2 separate regions of the Mus musculus genome follow, and region 1 is linked to region 2. A link is a contact called in public Hi-C data. All regions are on one chromosome and are shown on one strand. Each heading gives the region's core, a stretch centred on a gene start, on an enhancer-like site or on the middle of the called end of the contact. The rest is flanking DNA. Distances are from core to core; before and after follow the strand shown. Region 1 holds the start of Srek1 (splicing regulatory glutamine/lysine-rich protein 1). Region 2 holds the start of Cd180 (CD180 antigen).

Region 1 (7,010 bases), core at 946-3,445, 1.1 Mb before region 2:
AGGCAGAGGCAGGCGGATTTCTGAGTTTGAGGCCAGCCTGGTCTACATAGTGAGTTCCAGGACAGCCAGGGCTACACAGAGAAACCCTGTTTCGTTATTTTTTTTAATTATTTATTTACTTTATATAGGAGTACACTGTAGCTGTCTTCAGGCACACCAGAAGAAGGCATCAGATCCCATTACCGATGGCTGTGAGCCACCATGTGATTGCTGGGAATTGAATTCAGGACCTCTGGAAGAACTGTCAGTGCTCTTAACCGCTGAGCCCTCTCTCCAGCCTGAAACCCTGTTTAAAAAAAAGAAAAACCAAATGAGCAAACAAACAAATAAATAATACATTTAATAATACATACACTTTTAATTCCTCGGGACTTGGGAGAAAAGTGGATCTCTATGAATTCAAGGCCAGTCTGATACACATAGTAACTCCTAGGTCAATAAAGGCTACATAGTGAGAATCTGTCTCACAAAGCACAAAATATGAGAAAGATACATTGTACGTTTAATGTTGTACTCCTTTACAAGGGAGTTAGTTTAAAGTTACATTTAGTGTAGTGTGAGTGGGTAGAGATTAAGAATATAAACAACAGAAACTCAGAGTTTACAAACGTTGCCTTGCTTCCCAATCAGGTGCCAGCCCTTTAACCTACCATTATATTCACCCATCCATCCATCATCCATCTGTCCATCCATTGATCTCCCCAGTGCTGAGATTACAGGTTTATGCCAGTTTCGGGTCTAATGTCTCAACACTGGGCTTTCAAGTAAGCAAGGCAAACATTTACCAATGTAACTACACCCTCATTTCTACTGTTGCTTTAAGACCATCAGAACAAAGGTGAAAAGAGCAACAAAGTCTTTTTGTTTTTGTTTTTCTTCTTTTGTTTTTTTGAGACAGGGTTTCTCTGTGTAGCCCTGGCTGTCCTGAAACTCACTCTGTAGACCAGGCTGGCCTCGAACTCAGAAATCCACCTGCCTCTGCCTCCCAAGTGCTGGGATCAAAGGCTTGCACCACCACCGCCCTGTGGCAACAAAGTCTTAATAATTAGTACATGTGTTGGGGTCTCCCTCCCCCAGCATAGCTGTAGCCATTTCGTTCCATGTCTGCTAGCTACTTCATATGTTGCTGTAGTGTGCCTGCCAGTCATTGACACAGAAAAATAACTTGACTCAGAACAGAGTCATGCTGATCACATACCCTGTTCTGTTCTGTGTGTTATGAGGTTTGTTAATCTTAAGAAATTCCACAACTGTAGGCTTCATGTAGGACCCATCAAATTAAAGGTCAATATAAACTGTCACGTCTAAAATGGCTTGAGTGAGGGCTGACTACCAGGCAGCCCTTCCAGCACCTGCATTGGAGCCCACTGTGGTTTGAGCGGTTTTAACCTTTAGAAGATGGCCATTAAGAAATATCCAGCGCTCAGCTTTTTGAGCTGTTGCCCTGGTCCATCAGGCTTGTGGTGTGAGTTATATAAACCATCCCTGTTTAACTGAGTTTGATGTTTGTGTGCTTTGTAGAGCAACTCCAGGACCCCAATAAGTTTTTATATTGTGGGCCCACAGGAATGGACTTGAACCATGAACTTTGGATATAGCTGCTCTGGTTGAAAATGATTGCGCAGTATTAAGGTGCAAGTTGCATGTAGACAGTTTGTGTCTTTTACCTGCCTTTGTCTAAAAGTATAGATATTAGGGCCCGCTAGTAAATAAATTGCATGTTATAAATTGACAGCAAAGCCTTTCATTCACTCATTTACCCTAACCTCCATAATTGGTGTGAAAATTTCCAAGAATTCTCATAATCAGGGTGCCTGCCAATTTTGAAAATAGGTTAAGCGGGGTTGCAGCCTGTATTTAATAATGAAGCTATTGTTTGGTCAGGTATTAATGTATAATGTCCAGATGTCATTGTCCCTTTACCACTGCAGCCCAGGCCTCTGGGTTCCTCCGCCTGATGTGGAGAAAGAGCCGAGCTGCTTAACTGACAGAAGCATCGAGAAGTGATGGAGTTTGTAGGCACAACCTCCGCAACCCTCACTGCAGCAGCAGGTAAACCTCTCTGAAGACCTAGTGACGCCTAGCAACAGTCCCGGCGACCTGACCCCAGGGCTGCGGCCGCCAGGACCCGCGGGGAGCCGCCGCGTTGCCAGGGCGACGCTTCCGGCCGGCGCGCGCAGCCCCCGGAGCAGGAGAGTTGCGCGATGGGCGGCTAGACGTGCCCGGGCGCGGAGGATTAGCTCTCGGGAGCGCGCTCGCGGCCGCGCGCCTCTGCTTCCCAGGCTCCGTCGCTGACGCGTCGTGGACGTTGGGGAGCGGGAAGGCAGCAGCAGCGAGGCCGGGATGAACAGCGGCGGCGGCTTCGGCTTGGGCTTAGGCTTCGGCCTCTTCCCTACGACGGTGATTCAGGTGACGAACCTCTCGTCGGCGGTGACCAGCGAGCAGATGAGGACGCTCTTTTCCTTCCTAGGAGAAATCGAGGAGCTACGGCTCTACCCCCCAGAGTGAGTGCTGGAGCCCGGCGGGGGGAGGGGCGCGCCGCCATCCAGACCTCGGGCGCCGAGGGAGGCACGGGGCGAGCGCGGGCGTCACGTGACGGCGCGCTTCCCTAGGCGGCCATGTTTGATGAGGGCACCCGGCCGGCCGCGGGGCCTCTCCGCGGTGAGGTTTTGTTAATTGAGCTCCACGCGGGGTTCCTGCAGAGGACTTAGGGGTGCCTTCCTCTCTCGAGCCTCCGGGACTGTGGTTGATGCCCGGCCTTCGAGTTGGGTGCCCCGGGCCTTTGGTTTCCCCCGAACTTAAGATGGCCGCAGGTGGGCCGGCGACAGTCCTCATGGCAAATGCCTATAACGTTTCTTTTTTTTTTTTTTTTTTTTGCACTGGGAGAATCGTGGAGAACGCCAGCAACGCCAACGCCCGGACCTCTAGGTCTTAATGTCAGGCTGCTAGCGCTGCTGAGGGAGCGAGCGGATGACAACATGGAATCGGGGCTGTTTTTGTTCTCCGGGGTGATCTTAGACATTTACCATCGTTTTGGTTTTTCTAACCGAGCCCATATTCACGATCTTAAAGATCACGTCAATCTCTCCTTTTGGCAACAGCCTGAATTTTCCTTCTCCAAGAAGGTCACGCTGGCTCAGACGTTTCAAAAAGTATAAATCGGTGCAGAATTATCACTACTGTGTACATGTGTTTAAAATCCAGCGCTCGCTTCTTAGGCAGTGTACTTGAAGTGGTAAATTTCCCTTATGCAGTATTCACTAATCGGATAACTTGTAATGGTTTTACCGTTCGTAACATTCTCACACTCATAAACTTTAAGAAAATACTAAGGGCCACGGTATTTTGTTCTTTATGCTAAAATTATTTGAAGGAAAAGTTGTCCACGATTTTTTTGGGAAAAGATTTTGGCTTATTTCATAGTCATGCACACAGAACAATATATCTCTCTACTCTCTGTAAGTAGCAGAATGGCTACAAATTGATTTCTTACGGATGTGACTATTTAATGTTATGCATTCAAAAAAGTTGAAATAAAACAGTGACTGCCTATCAGTATTCTTTTCACTTGGTGCAGGTGATTATTAAATTTTCATTTATTCTAGCTGGGCGCGTTGCCAGGCGCCTTAATCCCAGCACTCTAGAAGGCAGAGCCAGGGATCTCTTGAGTTCAAGCCCACCCTGGTGGCCAGTGCTTTCTGGGTGAGAGAAACTGTCTCAAAAAACAAAACAAAAGATAAGAAAAGAGGAAGATATTCAATGTTTTAATAGTGCTCCCCTCCCCCTTTTATCTTGTATGTGTTCGGAGAATACCATGATACTTGGTTATCTCCAGTCTAGAAAAGGCCCCTTCCTCACTTAAGAATCTAATGATGTTGACATTTTGTGATGCAGGTTAGAAGAATGACAGATAGTCTGAGATTCAAGCACAATATGTTTTCGACAAGAATCCTGCATAAGTGCATGAACATAAGGTCTGCTGTAACCATGGCACTAACATTTGTAGTATCTCTTAACATTTAAAGATGCTTTCAGCCATCAGCTTACGTTCTCGGGTTCGTAGGAGGGAGGGCTGTATCAAGCCAGTCAGTAAAATGTTCTGCCCATGAACTCTTGTAAATTAACTTTGGGGCATTAGAGGGTCTGAAGAAATATATTAGAGAATGTTCTTCACTCCCAATGGAATGCCGTTTGAATGAGGGTAACACACTGCCGGGTATTAACTGGCATTTGGGAAGGTGCATCTTAAAGAGCCTCCCTTGTCTTCTTCAGGGATGGTCTTGAATAAACCCAATTTCCTCCCTGCATGAAAAAAAAATTATTATTTGGGGTTTAAGGATCAAAGGGGTTAAAAAGCTCTGTTGTTTAAAATAGTATGTCACAATTATTCCTTTGGCAATAATTGTTGCCAGACAAAAACTCAACTCTTCCCTAGTTTTCCTAAGTTTAGGAGTAGAGCCTCACTCTGATTTTGTAGTGATAAACTTTATTAGCAGGTTTTCCTCTCCGTAGTGCAGTTATGCTAGCTGGTCCTTAAAGATATACTTGTAGTTTGGGGCTGAAGTATATATAAAAATTCAGTCAGTAGTACTTTTGTCAAAGATAATGATAGTTGTTTTAATTATCATATAAACATTGCTTTGTGATTACTTTTTAGAAGTCGAACAGTTGTTTGATTTAAAATTAGAGATACATTTCTTTAGTGAAATGTGAAAATAGGTCCCATCAGGTATCTTCCTTTTTTGCTCTTCACTTTATTTTTTGAGCGTCTTTCTCTGATCTGAAGTGCCAGCAGACCGGCTTAGCACTCACTGGGGATCTACCTGGAGTGCTGGTGTCTCAGCCACATACTATACCCTGCTTTTATGTGAGTGCCAGGATCCTACAGATCAGGGAGGGGGGGGGTTCATTTTAATTTTTAAACATTAAACATTAATGTAAACTGGCCAGTAATATGGGTCCAGGCTGATAACACGAGTTCAGTCCTAGAACCCACTGTGAAAGCAGAATTCAGTTGCTGAAAGTTGTCTTCTGACCTCCCTCTACAGGTACACCTGTGCATACACTTGCACAGATAATATAGAATGTAAAAACGGATGTATGTAGGCATTCATTTAACATAGTAAGAATTACTTGACATTTTTTCCTGTTGCCAGATAATTATATATCCAGAATTACTTTTTGCACAATAATTGAATTTCATAGTTCCTGAATACCTATTTATACAAATTGCTTTTTTCAGTAAACTTATCATTGTAATGTAATTTTTATACAGAAAAATGAACCTGGTGTGGCGATGAATGAATTCTTAGAGCTTTACACATGGTAGTGTAGCAAGCAGCACAGCTGGGGAGCATCTGCACACTCCATGCTCCCCTGTGCCTGCCTGCAGCTGACTAACCTCCCCAAGGGGAATTCTACTTTGATTTCTAACACCAGGGAGATTTTCACCTGTGCAGTTTTTCTTGCTTGCCCTGGGTTCTACTTTTCTGGTTTTTGAAGTTCCAAGAACCAAAGTAAAAGTCTGTTTACTTAAGTAACTTAGTTACTTAAAGTAACTTAGTTAACTTTAAGAAATTACATATGCTGTGTCTGTTATATTTTGTTGCCATGGCAAACACCTAAGCTCATCAGACAGGGAGTTCTTTGGCTCATGATTTTAAAGGCTTCATAATGTGTTAGCTGGTTCTGATTGTTAGCCTATGGCCAAGCAGAAATAAGGTGGTTAGGAAATAGACCCCAGGAAGGAGCCAGGAACAAGATAAAATCTCCACCAAGGTACACACTGGTGCTGTAGCCTGCCCCACCCCCTACCAGTGCATTCAGCTGGATAACCTCAGAAACAACAGTAGCCAAGGAACAAGCTTTCAACTTACCAGAGCCTTCTTGGGCTACTTAACTATGGCAGCCATTCTTTATAGAATGGAGAACAAGAAAGTCTGTGATCTTAACATCACTCCACCAAACTCCTTTCATTAGCATGTTTTTTCTTCTGGTCCTCTATATGTGCCTATTATAATACAGTATAATCAAAGGAGTCATACACTGTGATTATAAACTTTTTTAACTTAATCTGTAATAAGCACTTTTCATATTGCTGTGCTTTAAAGTAATATTTAGACATGTGCTGTGTTGAGTGTTTTTGAAATTCTGACATATGTTGGTTATCTTTAAAAGTTTTAATTACAAATAAATGTGTTTAAGCAAGATGCATTTGGAAATGTTGATCATCAGCAGTGATTGGTAGGTCTGCAGGCTATGTCAGTGCTTCCTAAGAAAGACTTGGAGATTTGTGCCATCCAAAGTACTTTTGGAGGCCTTAGGTAAATGCTGTGGTAGTCAATAATTGCATACATAAAACTATTTGTCCATGTTTTGTACTATGATCTTCTGAAGCAGGTAATCTCAGCTGGGGGCCACAACCTCTTTGGAGATCAAGTGACCCTTTCACAGAGCTCACCATTGGAAAACACAGATATTTACATTAAGATTCAAACAGCAAAATTACAGTTGCCAAGAAGCAACAAAATAACTTTATGGTTGAGAGTCACCACAACATGAGGGACTATGTCAAAGGTTGCTCAGTAGTTAGAGTATGCGCACTACTGTTAGGTTCCCAGCACCCACTTTGGGCAACTCCTCATAACTCCAGTTCCAGGGGACCTGATACCTTCTGGACTTATTGGTCACTAGCATTCACATGTATATATCTACACTTAAAAATAAAGTCTTTTTAAAAACGTGACTTTGAAATTACTAGTTAAACAGTTACTCAGTGACTTAATGAGAAATAGCATAGATAATGAGTTAGACTAGAGTGTCTACTATTTTGCAAAATAAATTACATAATATTTTGTTTGTAAAACCTTTTTGTTTTTGCTAGCCTGAAGCCATGCAAAAACCCCTTGTTTGGTTCCATATTATCTAATTATATGATTAATATGATGTTTTCATTATTTTTTTTTTGTTGTTTTTTTTGTTGTTGTTGTTTTTAGCTTGGTGGCATTGAA
Region 2 (6,475 bases), core at 2,772-5,271:
CTGCAGGCAGGGGTGCTGTGAAAAGCATCCAGACAAGGGCCTGACAGGCCCTGAGCAGGAGGAGTCCCCACTTATGGAATCCTCACATCACCCCACCATCTAAAGTTCCTGGAAAGCTTTTGCATCTGTGGACTTGGAGTTCTTAAAGCCCACCCCACTCCTAGAAACAAAAAGACTTTATCTTACCCTGGTTTTGAGTGAGCAGAGTGGTCAAGAGGAACATATTTGAAATGGGGTCTGGGAAGTAAGCTAACAGTCTCTGGAAGTAGTCCAGACTGCTTTGAAACTGTTATAACGTAACAGTAGCAATCGTGGAACACTAGCAAGCTAGTCTCTAAAGGCCTAGTCACGGTTGTAATTTTGTTATATGCATACAGAGAACATGAAGCATTTAGCAACAGAAGATTCTCTGTGGAGTCTTCGTGAGTTTTATTACAATCTTCTCAGAATTTGCATGTAGGTTGGAACTTTTTTAAGCAAAAAATCTTATTAAAATATTAATCCCGACTTCTGCCCAACATACACGTATACACAGATGTATACATCAGTCCTTGAGCAGTGAAACATAGAAATATGAAACAATAAATCTTCCAGAAGAAACTGTGGAATAATATCATCATAGCCTGGGGCAGGCCAAGATTTCTTAAACTAGAAATGCATTAAAAATAACAGGGAAAAATGTTAACTTGAGCTACGATAATACTAAGAACTTCCAGTTGGCAAAAGATACTTTTAGAGTTGAAAGGGACGTTTGAGAGTAGAGGAACATGTTGGCATTCAGGTAAGGAAGAGCCCTTACAAATCAAGGCAACAACGGAGAAAAAGGGCAAAAGACATAAGCATTTCACTTACTCAAAAGTGGTAGGAGAGGGCTGGGGGTATATCAGCGACATGATGCTTGTCTACCATGAGACTAACACTGGGTTTGACTCTCATCAGTGCAGGGAGAGAGGAGGTATGTAAACTACTGTGACCATATACTCAATGTAATAATTCGTCAGTATGAATCCCAATAAAATACTATTTTCCCAACTGTTAGAATGGCTCACATTTAAAATCAAATGATAATAAGACTCCAAAGCAATCAAAAGTCACATAAGATGCCAACGAATGTTAATTAGTAGCAATGTTTTATAAAGCTAGCAGTGCATACTATACAGACCCCCCTCCACACACACACACACACACACACACACACACACACACACACACACACACCCTATGAGCAAATATCTCTATGAAGATATCTAATGTAAATATGTATGTTTGTTTACTAAAGCAAGACATAATCATGAAACTCCTAAGCCAACATCATATATACCTTCCAAAAATTATGAACAATGCAATTTTCTATTAATAGAAATACATAAATTGTGGTAGGGGTCTTGAACCCAAAAGAGTATCACTCAACAGTAGGACTCAACAAATGACTGTTGCATATGTCCTCAGAAAGTGTCACCAATTCAATGTCAAGCAAAAGTAGCCAGGGAGCTGGAGTTTCTACGATAGGACCCCAAGTGTATAAAGTTAGTTTTTAACAGGTACAAAAGCAACCATGATGATGGACCTAGTGCCTGGGAGGAGGCTTGAAGGCTCCTGGGGTGTTGAGTTCCTACAGTGTCTTGAGCTGTGTATGGAGTACCTGAGTATGTTTATTGGTGAAAAGACAATTAACTGCATATTTAGGGCCCTGTGGACTTTCTGTATGTGTGTCTTGCTTCAACTAAAGTTTAATAATCTGAAAAGAAAATTTTTATTTTACAAAACAAAACCTTCTTATCATGGTAGGCAAGATAAGCTCCGGATGGTGAGTCACGGGGACAGACAGGCAGCAAGTGCCTACTGATGCTTGAAGTGGGAAGTGGAAGAAAAGGAAGTAAGGAGAAGGCTGGGTCGAGGCAGGCTAGTTTGGATGGAGGAGACCACACATGGAAACCAAAAGCATAGTCTTTCCTAATCGGCCCTGCATTCTCCCACGTGCCTGTGCCCTAGAGGTCAGGAACACTTAGAAACAGGCTCCCATCATATTCATGCATTAAACAGTTTAGGAACTCAGCTGCTTAGAAAGAATAAACGAGGGAAGGGGGAAGAGAGAAGAGAGATTGAATGTTAATAAAACACAGGGTCTTTAGGGGATGCACTGAGCCCCACCCTCAGGACCTGAAAGGCACAGTACTGGAGGCCTAAGGCAGACAACTTCTCTCTTTTTGCCCCATTCCTCTTCCCTCTGCCAATGTAGGGGTCATGTACAAAAGGGAACTGGCAGCTCCAGAGCCTGGTGTCATCCTTGGGTAGTTTGAATGGCTCAGTACCTCCGCTGGAAGCTTCCTTCCTGGACTCCTTGTGGCCTCAGAAGGGCTAGACTGACTTCCCACAAGTGCTGCACTGCATATTGCCTTGCTCTGTGAAACTCCAATGAATGGGAGGACCATTCCATCTGGAGATGATGTCAGCAGGTGCCTGGCATTTGTCCTTGGTCACTGAGGTGATGTCCCCATCCTGATCCCCCTAAGACATCTACATGATGCATGACATTGAGCTCCCAGCTTAAATGTGGTGAGTGGAGCTGGGGCTGCTGAAGGAAGGCCCTTCCCTCTTTTACTTCTTTTATGTGCTGAGTTGTGTCCCATCCTCCCAACCATGTACTCCTGCCACTGATTCTAACTCCGAGGACACCATGCCTCAAGTGACTATAACTGGAGAGAAGGCCTTTCAAGATATGATTACAGTAAAATGAGGAATGCTGGGTAGGTCCTGAGCCAGCATGACTAATGTCCCAATAAGAGAAAATGAGACACACTTAAGCATGGGGAGAGACACAAGAGGACAACCAACGATAAGCCAAGGGAAAGTCCTCAGAGGAAAACAACCTTGCTGTTACCTCCATCCTGGATCTCCAGCCTCCAGAAACGACAAACAATACATTCCTACTGTGTAAAATCCCTCACTCTGAAGCTCTGCTTCTGGAAACCCAAAGAAACTAATATAACATCCCTGCCTTGGATTTCCCTGGTATCCTATTTCTGCTCAGTCTGGGAGCATCCCGAGTCTACCCAAATCCAAGGCTAACAAGCTTCTGTTTATTTCTGCTCCAGACTTTATTCCAGTCCTGGCTTTGGGTTCAATTTATACCCTTGACTTCTAGCTATCCCTGGCCTACATTCTCCTTTTGGTCTCCAAGTAGGAAAGCGGCTAACCGAGCCATCAAGGCTCACAGTCTTTTCTGTCTTCGCCATTTGTCAAGCAGGCCCACGTGGACTGGCTACTGGCCAGGGTCAAGGACAGTGGTAGGGAGGTTTAAGATGGCAAAAGATCGAGGCCATTCTCTCTCTCTCCATTCTCTTCATGGTTTCCCATGCATTGATAAATATTGTTACAGTTTAAACCAGAAGGTTTGAGTTGCCTCGGGTCTCAGATTTACTCTGGTTGGTTAGTCCTACAGATGGAAGGGTTTGTCTAATTGGAGGAGAAGATCAATCTGTATTCACAATGATCCTTATAAATTTTCTGAATCTTGGCATGAGCCTGTCTTTACTAGCCCTTCTCAAGACAGCTAAGAAACCAAAGGGTTCTGTGGGGAGTGACCATGTCCTAGGACAGTGGACAAACAGCTTTAGGCATCAGGATTGAGGGGATCTGCTCTTTGCACCAAACCCCTGATGATATCTCCCGTTGTCCTTTTCAGGACAGTAGAGACTGCGAGCCAAAGCTCAGATGAATCTGTATACGATATCTCAAGTTTTTCAGCAAGTGTCAGCAGCTGGGTAGAGACAAATAGTTTGGACTCACCTCAATGCACTTCTGATCTGAGGATGTGGTGGCTCGGCAACTGGCCAAGAAGAGGGCCACTAAAAAGAAGCAGCTGATGTCCGGAGCCATCCCAGGTCCAGAGCAAGCCCAGCTGCGTAGGATTATCTAATGCTCAGAGCCAAGCAATCTAATCACACTCTAATAGCCCTGGCAATTTGGCAGGCAATGAAGTGCTCAGAAGGTCGATCTTAGAACCGAAATGCTGGGAGCTGCTCAGCATTTGTGGATCTGTCATGCAAAAGGAAAAAAAAAAAAAAAAAAAAAAAAGGGGAAGTTCTTTTTGCATACCAACCATCTTGGCCAAAAATAACTAAGAGCCCTACCCCATGATGGCCTACTGCATTTCCTGTCAAACACACGGATGAGTTGTGCAGCTCTCTAGAATCTCACTACGATGCTTCCCACTGCGTTGAAGCCAGTTTCAAGGGGTTTGGGCCACTTAGCCAATTTCTAGTCTCTATCCTTGTGAGAGTCTGTGGATGTAGGAATTTGCTGCACTCACAATGGACACCACTTCTTCTAGCTGTCCCTGTGAGTGGTTAGGAGAAGGGTAGAGCAGGGCAGAGTGCTTTCCTGCAGCAAACCTGAGGGCTTTGACACTGGGGACTGGGGCAGAAGGAGATAGGCCCAACGGTCCTGCTAGCTGAGTGAACCTCATCTGCTTCCTGGACCACTGCTGTTCTTTCTGTGGACAGATTACTTTCTCTCTCACCCTAGTGACTTAGGACTGTTAAAATGGCTCAGGTGAAAGCCCCTTGTCTGGTTTCACAAAAGGCTCAAAGTTAAACAAGACAGCTGGAGCAGAAATAAGTATATCAGCTTGGGGTCCCTTTTGCCTTAGAAATAGCTTTGACATTGAATAAGTCAGTTGTTAGAGTGATTTCTTAGCATGCATTAAACTTCCAAGTTTGATCCCCAGCATCCCATACAACAAACAGTCATGGGCATACCCACCAGAAATTCAGCATTCCGGAGATAGAGGCAGGAAGATAGGTCACTCAAGGTCAGAGGGAGTTTGAGGCCAGCCCAGGTTACAGGAAATCCTTTCTAGGGGGTGAGGGGAGAAAAAAGCAATAGGGGCAGTAATTATTTGGAAGATCAAGGAGTGGCAGGGAGAGAAAAAGATCAAGCATTTACCCAGTGAACTTAGCTACCACAGGTCTTTTCTGACCTTGAACCGGTTGATATATGGGGGATAGCTGGTGTTGCCTTCTAAAACAATTGAATAGACTTGAATAGTAGACAGGACAAGGGATGTTCACTCCTCTCTTTCAGCAGAGGCTGAACAGGGGCAGGAAAAGCTTCTCCTTTGGGCTTCGTTAGGGATGTTCTCAGTAACGAGGCGTTCCATAAAATGCCATCCTCACCAACAAGCATACCTCTGAAGATGCTATTTGCAAAACATGATCTAAGCCAATAAAGGTGCATGGCAGGGCACTTTACCTCACAGAAGGCACCCCTCACAGTGAGGAACCAAAGGGGCTAAGCCTCAGGTCCACTGCTGGCCATCTGAGTGACCTCCAAAAAAGACACCACAGTTCCCTGGATGTAGTTTCTTGTCTGTAAGACTGGGGCTGTTGTGCTTATATCACATGGTAGTTATGAGGATCAAAAGGGATCATTTGTAGGAAAACGCTTTCTTAACCTTAAAGCCCTGCATAAACATAAAGAAAGCAAAGGGACGGGATGTGGGCTGTGAGCCACCGATCCCAATGTCATGTAAATATCACTCTCAGGAAATTGTCTCCTACCCCAGAGACACTGAAAAGGTGTATTGCTTTCTGTCTTGAAGAAAGGTTTGATGGCTCCGTTAAGGCCATAAGATTTTGTCATTTTTCTGAGGCCATGTCATTTGCATATGATTTGCGTGCGTTTGCATAATGGATTCAAAAGACTCCCTGCCAGTGTATAAGAGTAAAAGAAAAATAAATGAATACGAGTGACCTTCTGCCACAGCATTCAAATCAAATATTCAGGGCATAATACCCTGAAATATGAAATAGATTAAAATTTAAACTATTGCAAACAGATAGGAAGATAGGTTTTGGAGTTCAGAAGCAAGAATGAAGCCCTTATTTGGTTCCAGATTGTATAGAATCACAGTCCCCTAAAGGTCACCCCATTCAAACGATTTTCATGCCTCAGTTCTCCCCTCCACAGCCCTTGGCTCCACCGCTGTGGTTAGACAGGCTGCACTGTTTTTCAGGCTTCCCCAGAATGTCTCAGCGACAGAAAACTCACCATTCCTCAAGAAATTGGTCTGGGCAATTTTAGCTGTTAATATATACGGTATGGTCTTTTATTTGACTGTAAAAAAATCTTCCCTCTATTGTACCCATAGTGTTCCTGGTTCCCTCTAGCTACTAAGTGGGTAAATTCAAACCCTTTCATATCCATCAGTCCTACAGGTACTTAAAATGATAATGTCTCCAATCCTTCCCCTTTGTAGGTTAAAAATGTCCAGTGCTTCTATGTCACAAGCTTATGCATCATCAGTCCTTGCAGTCTGCTTGTGAGGACTTCCCAAAGATCACAGAAAAGTGAGTTCGAATCCCGTCCTTGTCACTAACTGGTTCTGTATCGTTTAGACTATCAATGGTGGAAATAGACTAGTCCTTCGTTTCTTTAAAACTTTTATTTTATTTACTATTGATCTCTACGCACG

Evidence for each region. A called contact is a pair of places that touch in the nucleus more often than the background predicts.
Region 1: a Hi-C map of B cells shows a contact between it and region 2, with 8 read pairs. The contact joins the promoter of Srek1 here to the promoter of Cd180 in region 2. A contact is called at or near these places in 4 of 39 promoter capture datasets (the 3T3-L1 cell line, hippocampal neurons and liver) and 1 of 484 Hi-C or Micro-C datasets (B cells).

The regions. Positions count from the first base shown.
Region 1 is chr13:103,769,793-103,776,802 of GRCm38.p6, reverse strand. Srek1 (splicing regulatory glutamine/lysine-rich protein 1) reads left to right here and starts at 2,195. Exons shown (of 12, transcript NM_001361085.1): 1 at 2,195-2,504. The coding sequence starts at 2,344. Gm52054 (a long non-coding RNA gene) reads right to left here and starts at 2,186. Exons shown (of 4, transcript XR_003950659.1): 1 at 1,767-2,186; 2 at 1-286.
Region 2 is chr13:102,691,104-102,697,578 of GRCm38.p6, reverse strand. Cd180 (CD180 antigen) reads right to left here and starts at 4,021. Exons shown (of 3, transcript NM_008533.2): 1 at 3,790-4,021. The coding sequence starts at 3,879.